2 separate regions of the Rattus norvegicus genome follow, and region 2 is linked to region 1. Evidence: chromatin contacts called from public Hi-C data. All regions are on one chromosome and are shown on one strand. Each heading gives the region's core, a stretch centred on a gene start, on an enhancer-like site or on the middle of the called end of the contact. The rest is flanking DNA. Distances are from core to core; before and after follow the strand shown.

The links. A called contact is a pair of places that touch in the nucleus more often than the background predicts.
Region 2: a contact with region 1 is called in a Hi-C map of frontal cortex, with 2.2 times the contacts expected there. The contact joins the enhancer-like site here to the promoter of Kat6b in region 1. A contact is called at or near these places in 2 of 12 Hi-C or Micro-C datasets (frontal cortex and mammary epithelial cells).

Annotation. Positions count from the first base shown.
Region 1 is chr15:2,858,639-2,863,410 of GRCr8, reverse strand. It overlaps Kat6b (lysine acetyltransferase 6B), which reads left to right and starts at 1,968. Exons shown (of 17, transcript XM_039093710.2): 1 at 1,968-2,258. LOC102553460 (a long non-coding RNA gene) reads right to left here and starts at 3,704. Exons shown (of 4, transcript XR_596037.4): 1 at 3,565-3,704.
Region 2 is chr15:2,982,580-2,987,434 of GRCr8, reverse strand. The region is part of intron 8 of Adk (adenosine kinase); the gene reads left to right. Among named protein-coding and RNA genes, the nearest start is that of Trnad-auc2, 43 kb to the right of the region's middle. Within about 2 kb of position 3,429, at least 10 of the 93 cell types and tissues checked have an H3K27ac peak or open chromatin away from gene starts, as enhancers often do.

The DNA.
Region 1 (4,772 bases), core at 719-3,218:
TAGGCAAACATTGACCTATTTTTTGCTGTTTCTCTTGTTCTCAGAGTGGGGTGGGGGGGCTTGAACCTTGAGCATTAAACAAGTTCTTTAAAGAGTCTGTTTACTGTGATGCTCTGGAAATCCTTGTGTGCTGTGAGCTCAAAGGCCTGGGCTTCATCCCCAGCACTGTGACAGCTCTAAGTGTTAGGGTTTCCTTTTGGGTGGCAGTGGGAATGAGTGAACGGAGACTTGGGTTCTCACTGTTCTTACTTGTATCTTTATCATACTTGGTGCGAATATAGAGATCTAGAGTTTTAAACTTTGTTTTTAAGACATGGTTTATTTTATTGCTCCAGATAAGATGCAGTTAGAGGGTTGGGTGTGGTGGTTTACTATCTGTAATTCTATCAATTGGGAGTCCTCAAGTAGGAGGACTGCTTGAGGCCAACTGGTCTACAGAGCAAGACTTTGTCTTGTCTCAAGAAGAAAATAAATGTCAACCCAAGGGACCAAGATGTAACTTAAAAAAAAAAAAGTGCATCTGGGCAGACTATCAGAAATGCTACAAAGCAAAACAGCAGGGCTAATGAGTCAGCCAATATCCTTAAATTTACTTTGTAACTTCTTGGAGAATAAAATTCCTAGCACTTGTATTATGGGAAGGGGGGAGAGCACACCTTATAAATGCCCTGTCTTTGAAACAATCTAAGTGAACTAATTAGTTAAGGACTAATGGCTTGTAAAAACTCTCCTTGAGCAAGTTATTGAAGATCCTAAATGAAACAGACCGGAAGAAACTTAGAAAACCCAACCCCGGGCTTCCTTCATCAGTAATATAACTCAAAAGTTGCCAAGCCAATCAGTGGCTGAGTTTACCTTGTGTTTTGTTTCCCTGGGCTGAGCCTGAGAGTGCCCAGATTTAATCTAAAGAGGTTTGTTTTAAAAACTAACAACCAAGTAATAAAACACCTATAAAAGAGGTTTATAATGGAACTGGTGACAGTTCTGAGTATAATGTTACACCTCTTCTGCTCCCCCTCCTTTTTTTTTTTTAATCTTTTATTCACCTCTGCCCTTTGTCTTGGCTTCTTCTTCACCTTGCTGCCAAACACAGAAGCAGGGGAGCTTGCATACCATAGTAGCCTTTGTGTATTTTTGTCTGCATGCGCAGGGATGCTGCTGCTGTGTCTGAGATAGGAACCGAGGTTGTTGGTTCTAACAAAGTACCTACATAGTTGAACAGTAGTTTTTAATGGGGAGTCGAACACCGCTGCAATAGTGTCAGTGGCATAAAAATGTGAGTCATTCAGGGCAGGGAGACTGAAATTCCTACTCCTTGACATCCTACATCTCCTCATCAGGGGCCCCAAGAACATCCTGATTCAAGGACAGAACTTGAGGCAACAGGTGGTTTTACCACCCCGGCCACCACACGGGGAAACTTGGCTTTCCCCGGGACATAGTTTTGTTTCCCTTCTTGACAGTGGTCTGGGAAAGGGAAACGTTCGAACTCTGTAGGAGGAGCCTTTTCTCAAGTCCACCTTTCTCATACTCTCAAGTATCTCTTACCAGCATCCCACCTAACTCTGGGGAGAGTAGGGACGTTTTCTCCAGAGTCCGGAGGGCGCTGCAAGGCATGTGGGCAGCTTTCGAGTAGCCTTGCCTAGGCGGCCAGAGGATCCCCCGGCCTCCCTCGTATGGGCCTCAGGAACTCCGGGGGCCCAGGGGAAGCCTGGAAAACCGAACTTCGCCATCAGCTTTCTTTACAGCGCTGGTTGGAGACGAGGAAAGGGCCCCCCAGCGGTCGCCCCCAGCCCAACCCCCTGCCCCTTTGCCATCCAGCTGCACAGTCTAGGAAGCACCCAGATCGCAGCTCCGAGCTCGCCAGCCTCCCGCAGGCCGGGAGAGGGCATCCTGAGGGGCAGCTTCCCTCTCCAAGCCTGCATCTGACATCCCCACTCCCACCCGAGGATGCCTGTCCGCAGTCGCTGAATGTCACTGCTCCCTCTTCCTCCTGATCAGGGTAGACACAGCTCCTGAGGCATCCCCCACCCCAAAACTGCCGTGGTCGCCCGAGGGTACAAGGCCGGGGAGAAGGACGAAGTTTGGGGCCCACGGCGGCGGGAGGGGGGGCGCGTTTAAGAAGACCGCACCTCAGTCCCAGACCTGGCGGACACACTCCCCGCCCCAAAACGGCCTAGGCATCCCCATCCTCTCGGACACCGGCATCTCCGCCCTCCCCCGAGGGCGGTGAGCGGAGCCCCCCGGGGCGGAGGCAGGTACCCCCGGGGCGGAGACTGGGGCGGGCGGGGTCCGGGCTGCGCCCCCGGCCGGGCCAGGCGGGCTAGCGGGCGGCGCGGGGGGAGCGGGGCTGGGCGGCGCTGCCTCGGGCTCTGTGCGCTGCAGCCCGGAGCCGAGGAGGAGGAGGCGGAGGAGGAGAAGGAGGCGGCGGCGGTGGGTCCCGGGCGGGGGGAGCGCGGCGCTGCGGACCCGGGCGGCTGGCAAAGGACGAGGCGGAGGCTGAGGAAGGCAGCGGGGAGACCCGGTCTGCAGCAACAAAGGGCACCAAGCGATTGGCCGGGCTGCAGGCGAGGTTAGCCGGGGACCGGGGTGGCCGGAGGCAGCGGCGAATGGTGCACGTGCTTGCAGACACGGGCGAGTGCGGAGCCGGGGGTGCACGCCCGGCGGGTAGGGGGCTTGCTCCCCCTCCGTATGGGATGGCGAAGAGGCTGCAGCGAGATCGTTCCGCCTGCACCCGGCCTGAGGCTGGCAGGGTAGGGGGTATGTGAGGGGGGTAGGATGCGAGCCAGGGGGCGGGCGAGTAGTCGCCCGGGACGGGACAGGAGAGAGGGTGGAGGAGGGGGCTGGATGGAACGCTCCGGGCGGCGCGCCCGTCCGCGCGTTCCTCGGCGGGAGCAGGCGACTGAGAACCTCGAATTTTAACTTCGCGTGCCCGCCCGCGCGCGCCCGCCTGCGCCCACCCCTAAATCCTGCGGCCGCCGCCAGCGATCAGCTCTCACACAAACTTTAGCTGCGGGCTAGGGGCTTTGGGGTTGAGTGGGGGAGGGGAGAGGAAAAAGGCTCCTGATTGGCGTTGTGTACAACCAATAAGGCCAAGCGCCTCTGCTGCGCCTCGATCCAATCCATTTCTAGAGGTAGAGGGGGCGGGTAGGTGGAAGTAGAGGTGGCGCGGTGTCTGTGAGAGAGGAAAAGGGCTGGACCAATAGGTGCCCGGAAAAGGCGGGCCCCGCGGTCTGTTGATTGGTACTGGCAGTCGACCCTCCCTCGGGGTGGTGCCGGAGGTGGGGGGGAATGATGGGTCGAGAGGTGTGTCTATGTGGAGGCGAGATGACCGGCAGGAACTTGCCCCAATGGGGGGCAGAGTGTTTAGTTAGTGGGTGACGGACAGACCCGTAGGCCAACGGTTGGCCTTAAGTGTACGTGGTCTCGTCCAATGGAACGGCGCCGGGGCGGGGCCGCGGCTCGGGTTTAATGAGACTCCATTGGGCTGTAATCAGTGTCATGTCGGATTCATGTCAACGACAACAACAGGGGGACACAAAATGGCGGCGGCTTAGCTCCTACCCCTGGCGGCGGCGGCAGCGGTGGCGGGCGCTACGGCACCTCCTCCAGGCGGCAGCCGTGGCTTCTTTCTCAGGCAGCTTCAGCGCCCCCGGCAGGCGCGGTGGTGGTGGCGCGCGGCCAGGTCTGTCACCCACCCCGCGCGTTCCCAGGGGGAGGAGACTAGGCGGGCGGGGGACCGACGGGGGGTTGCCGGGGACCCTCGACGCCCCTCCCACAGGCCTCTGCGCGAGGGTCACCGCGGGGCCGCTCGGGGTCAGGCTGCCCCTGAGCGTGACGGTAGGGGGCGGGGGAGAGGAGGGAGGAGGAACAAGCTCCGCCCCTGGCCGAGCCTACGGGGGTAAGGGGCGGGGCTCAGGAGTGGGAGGGCTGGGCAAAGCCAGGCTAGGCGGGGCAGAGGAATCCTAAGGCATGGGCTGGGAGGGGATTTCTGTGCAAGAGTGAACTGGTAGGATGGTTGGAAGGGTCGGACGAGGGTGTGGGCAGGATTGGAGAATTGAAGAGATAGGAAACGGGGGTTGTAGAAACAGGTGTAGAAGGGGGTGTAGGGAGGGGCGAGGTTTTGGTGAAGTGGGAAGGGCTGTGTGAGGGTTGGTGAAGTGTTGCAGACTGACGAGATTGCATTTAACTGGGGTCACACTGAGGATGAATTTGGGTATGGTGGATGAGTTGAGAGAGAGCATTGCTGAGTGGGTATTGGTTCGTCCTGGGGATAGGTTCATGAAGCGGGTACAATTTCTTTGATGGGATAGAAGTATCAGGCTGAATCCTAATGTTGGCGTAGGATAGCGGTTTGCTGGCCCTTTGGTAAATGAAACATTAAGAAAACGGAAGGATGGGTTAGTTAAGTTTGGGAGACTTTCTAAGGTAGCAGAAAAGACTTTAATGGGGAGGGAATGGGAGAGAGGCTGCTTGTAATTTGCAAAAGTATATTAGAACATTTCATCGGGACAGGTGATGCAGAATTAGGGGAAGGCTGCAGCTGTGGAGGTGGGCAGCAATGGGAAATAGGTCTGGGTACTATAATTTGATGGACTGTGTCCTCAGGCTTCATTGTACCAAGAAAGGTGTTTTGGAGACTTTAATTTTCATAGGCTGGGGTTGTTAGGAGTAAAGTTGAGCCAAGTCTTGAAGGTGTGGCAGGAACAGGGAGAACCCAGAGTGGCCCTTGGAAGAAACATGGAGGCTTGCTACTGTGGGCAAGGACGTTT
Region 2 (4,855 bases), core at 2,180-4,679, 120 kb before region 1:
CTGCATAACACTGTCTTCAGTTGACTGTCAGGAAACACTAGCTTCAGTCTGAACCCAGGTCAACTGACAGACAATTAACCAAGTCTTTGACGGCTGCGATAGTGAGGCAGAACAATGTCAAATGCTCTGATTTATACATCAACTTGTAGTATTATATGACTAGAGTAACTTTTTTTTTTTTTTGGCTCTTTTTTTCGGAGCTGGGGACCGAACCCAGGGCCTTGCGCTTCCTAGGCAAGCGCTCTACCACTGAGCTAAGTCCCCAACCCCTAGAGTAACTTTTTTAAATTATATTATTTATTTGGTAGGAGAGCACTTGCCTGCCACAGCATATGTATGAAGTTCAGAGGAGAACTTCCTGGAATCAGTTCTGTCCTTCCACCTTGTGGGTGTGGGTACTGAACTCAGGTCCTCTAGTTTGGCAGCCAGCACCCTTACCAGCTGAGCCACCCCACTCATGTAACTTTAGAAGTGTAATTAAGATTTAAGAACTCTACCCTCATTTGAATACTCAGTATTGTCTAACATGTATAGAAACCGTGTGTTGATTGAACAATACTAAGTAAGCTTTAAACACTCTAAAGAAATGTGGATTTGTGGTACGACTATTAATAAACTGTATTAAAAGCAGATTCAGGGCTGGAGAGATGGCTCAGTGGTTAAGAGCGCTGACTGCTCTTCCAGAGGTCCTGAGTTCAAACCTCAGCAACCACATGGTGGCTCACAACCATCTGTAATGGGATCTGATGCCCTCTTCTGGTGTGTCTGAAGAGCTACAGTGTACTCATATTCATATATAATAAATATATTTTTAAAAAAGCAGATTCATCATTAAGAAACAAAATAATATACATGTATGGTGACCATATAAACCAGAGAGACAGCTCCTCCTCATCATAGAGGAAGACCATGAGCATGTCTCCAAGAATGCCCTCAATTGTCTGCTACGTGGGAATGACACAGCCATTAACTTCTTAGACGTTTGCTTCCATTGTGTTACCACATTTGAGTCATTGTAGAAGTGAGCAGTGTAGAAATGATTTCCAAAGTTGCTTGTCTCATTTAATTTCCCAAACTGACAAATGCTGGAGAAGACCAGACAGAGTCAGGAGAGTGTTCACAAATGAAATGTGGGGCCACCAGATGCCTGGGCAGACAAAAGTGCCATGACCTTTGACCTCCACACTAGAGCTTTGAGATATACATGAACACATACACTAAATTAATGTAATTTTTTTAATGTGAGGCTATGTTAGCATTCATGTATGCAGAGAGAGAGAGAGAGAGAGAGAGAGAGATCTAAAACAAGTGTTTTGATTGTGAGAATATATGTAAATGCTTTCAGTCATTTTTAAAGTTTTAGCCCCCAGGCATGACTGTGCACATTCCTGTAATTCATGTACTCTAGAGGCAGAGGCAGGCAGACATCTGTGAGTTCAAAGCCAGCCAGGGATACCTTGTAAGACCCTATCTCAAATCATAAAGTTTTAACGATGCTAAGGTCCCCTTAACTAAAAACCAATATGCTCAACTATTACAAATTCAAATGTTTCATAGATAAGAAGTTTTAGAATATAAATTTGTAACTGTCAGTTAGCTGTATTATCATTAAAGAAAGTATTTGGTTTCACGCCTGGTTTTGCAGGCAGGCATATGATGTGCATATAGTAAAAATCTCAGTTTCATAGTGCTCCCGTGATGTTTCGGGGTTAGTCAGCCTGTTCAGGACCTTATTTCTTCTTGAGCTCTTTGCTCTAAGTGTACCTGGTTTACGTTCAGTCTTAGCGACAAATTGCACTCTCTATTTCCTGCTAAGCAGCACTATATTAACCTTTCATTAGTTCCTATTTACTGATTTAAAAATTGTTTCCCGGGGCTGGGGATTTAGCTCAGTGGTAGAGCGCTTACCTAGGAAGCGCAAGGCCCTGGGTTCGGTCCCCAGCTCCGAAAAAAAGAACCCAAAAAAAAAAAAAAATGGTTTCCCTTTTTGTCATATCTGCCATAATGGATTAGAGCATGGAAGCAAAGTAATCACCGTAGTCACCCGCCCCGTTACCGTCTGACGCACGAACCCAGCTCCACCAGTGATGCCAACAGTGCTGTTAGATTCAGGAAGCACGTACACCCCTCTACGGGTCCCCAGAAGCATCAGCAGCAGTGCAGGATATCTACGAGCCATGAGCAGAGTTGCCTCAAGTCAGCGTTATTAATAAAAATATAAGCAATGTGTGGAATGCTGAGAAATCCAGTGGTTTTTATAATGTCATTAATGTTGTCTTACTTCATTAGAGAAAAATATGAAAGCATAGGTTAGAGTGTGGTGCTCTTGAGTAAAACAAGACTAAATCACTTTATCTTAGCAATTTTCTGTCTATGAAAATGGCCCAGTGTCCCCAAGTCTAGTGTAACAAACCAGACAAACATTTGTATTTCCTCTCTCCTACTTTAATATTGGAACACCTTGAAAAGAAAGAAAGAAAGAAAGAAAGAAAGAAAGGAAGGAAGGAAGGAAGGAAGGAAGGAAGGAAGAAAGAAAGAAAGAAAGAAAGAAAGAAAGAAAGAAAGAAAGAAAGAAAGAAAACAAGACAAGTGGGGTGATTGAAGGAAAGGAATGGCAAACATCCTTCCTTCCTACCAGCACCCCTGCCCTCTCTTATTTTCTGTCATTAATTCCAATTCTTTCCCAAAACCACAGAGCGTTGCCATCGGTGATGTGACCGCCGACAAGGCCAGCCCAACACCTCTAAAAATAACCTGTGTTTATTCATCAGGAAAGACCCTCTGCGGCATTGTTTATGATGTCCTGGTGGGTTTCTCTGCAAATTCTAGATAATCTTTTATTTTTGTAAGCATCTTTAATCTTTAAAATGAATTGGGCATTTTTTTAGCAAGAAGCAGCAGCTTAGGAGAGCACTGGAGAAAGATAGAAGCTGGAGGTAGGCAGAGCACAGGCAGGAGAGTGGGTTTCTCTACTTAGGTGATAGAAAATTGCACAGCGCCCGATTTAAATGACAGACCTGCTAAGAATTTAAAATGACAATTCTTGGTAAAGAGTTTCATGAGGCCTTTTATTATTCTGGAAAAACAGCTCAGAGTACAGTGTGCTGTTAAGTCTTCTTTTTCGTGAACTGAACTGATTAAAGGTTTACATTGTTAGAATCTAAATAAAAACAAGGTACTTAAAAGCAGGCTTCATTATAAAGCCTTTTAAAAACTGTCATAAATTGATGTGAATTAAATAAAATGAGAAAAGAAACCTCCAAAACCTAAATTTAGTCACTCTCCCTATTTTCATTGTCTCCACAACAGAAATAAGTGCCAATTTTTGAAAGGAATTCAAACCATTGAGTCATTTATTCAGCATGACTCCAAGCAGAGATTTTCCTTCTCTTGGAGGTGTCTAAAGCATAATGCTCTCTCCACATGGGGAGCAGAGTGATCTCATTCCTCTTCCCTCCTTCCGCCAGCTTCTGATTACCCAGGACATCCGAGCATCACAGCCTTTCTCTGGCCAGAGAGACTCAGTCACCTTGTAACACTGAATGACACAGTATAGAATTACACGGTCCAGTGATCACACTTGGCTGCTCAAGTTAAGATTATTTAACATTACATAAAATAAAAGGCAAGGCCGGGAGTACCTGCAGCTCTGCAGTACCAGCTGCCCTGACTGCTAAGGCAGGAGGATTGCTTGGATCCATGGATTTGATACCAGTCTACAATACAGTGAGACTGTCTTTAAAAATAAAACAAAATGCACTCAACCCTGTCTGACCTATACACATTCCTAGTATCCCATAGCCTGTGGGCATGATGTCTACTTTATTAGACAGTACCCAGAGCAAACATACATACGCATCATCTCAAAAAGTTGCGTTGATCGGCAGTGAGGAGAAAATCTGCACAGCATATTCAGGAAGTGATGGTCCCCTGGGACCTCTCTAAAGTGACACTTAGGTTCCTGTGTTCTGTACAGATTTTAGGATTGCAGTAAACTGTCACTGTCTCTGAAAATAAGACCCAAGTCGGGTCCTACTGGCAAGGGATCCAGTGGTGCTTTCCTGGGTGTCTGGGTCCCAAAGGAGGACAATTCTCAAAATGGATCAGGAGACACAGATCAGATCGTTCTCTAAAACTGTCCCCCCAGAACCCAGAAAAAACACAGGAATGAAAAACCAATGCTTCGAAGCTGTTCAGAGCCACCGCCATGTGCCATGGAGGAGGTGTGTCCTCAACCCCCACAGTAATAAACTTTTAAAGAAGGGAAAGAGAGTTAAAATCTGACTTCTAGAGCTATCTAGCAGTGACAGAAGACAAAAAAAGCCTGTTAAGCAGTCAGCCGAGAAGGCACACTTCAAACAGGGGGAACAAGGAGACGGAGGCCTCCACACCAGAAGGAACACGGTGGTAACACCGTGCACCGTGTACTCCACAAGGCCCGAGTCTCTGGGTTGAGTCGAGTGAGGGAGGTAGCTTGAGACCTGACTGGCGACTGGCAGGTCACAGAAGATGGTAGGACTGAGTGAGCAGTGCGTGGGAATGCCACCGCTGGGACAGACTGGGACAAACAGTTGTGTCACCTGCTTGGTGAAAATGAAATGAAAACAAGAGAGTATGAGGAGGAAAATGTTTGTAAAAGACGTCGTTCACTCATTCACTGGGTGTCACGTACCACAGTGCGGGTATGAAGGTCGGAGGGCAACTTGTGGGAATCCATGGTTGAGAAAAGCACAGCTGTACACATTATAAAATGCTGCAGTTTATGACATCTTTCCAGTGTGTACATTTGATATTGGAAACCTTGAGAGAAGGTTGTTGAGTCAGGCCAACAGGTGAAACAGGCTCTGTGGCCTGT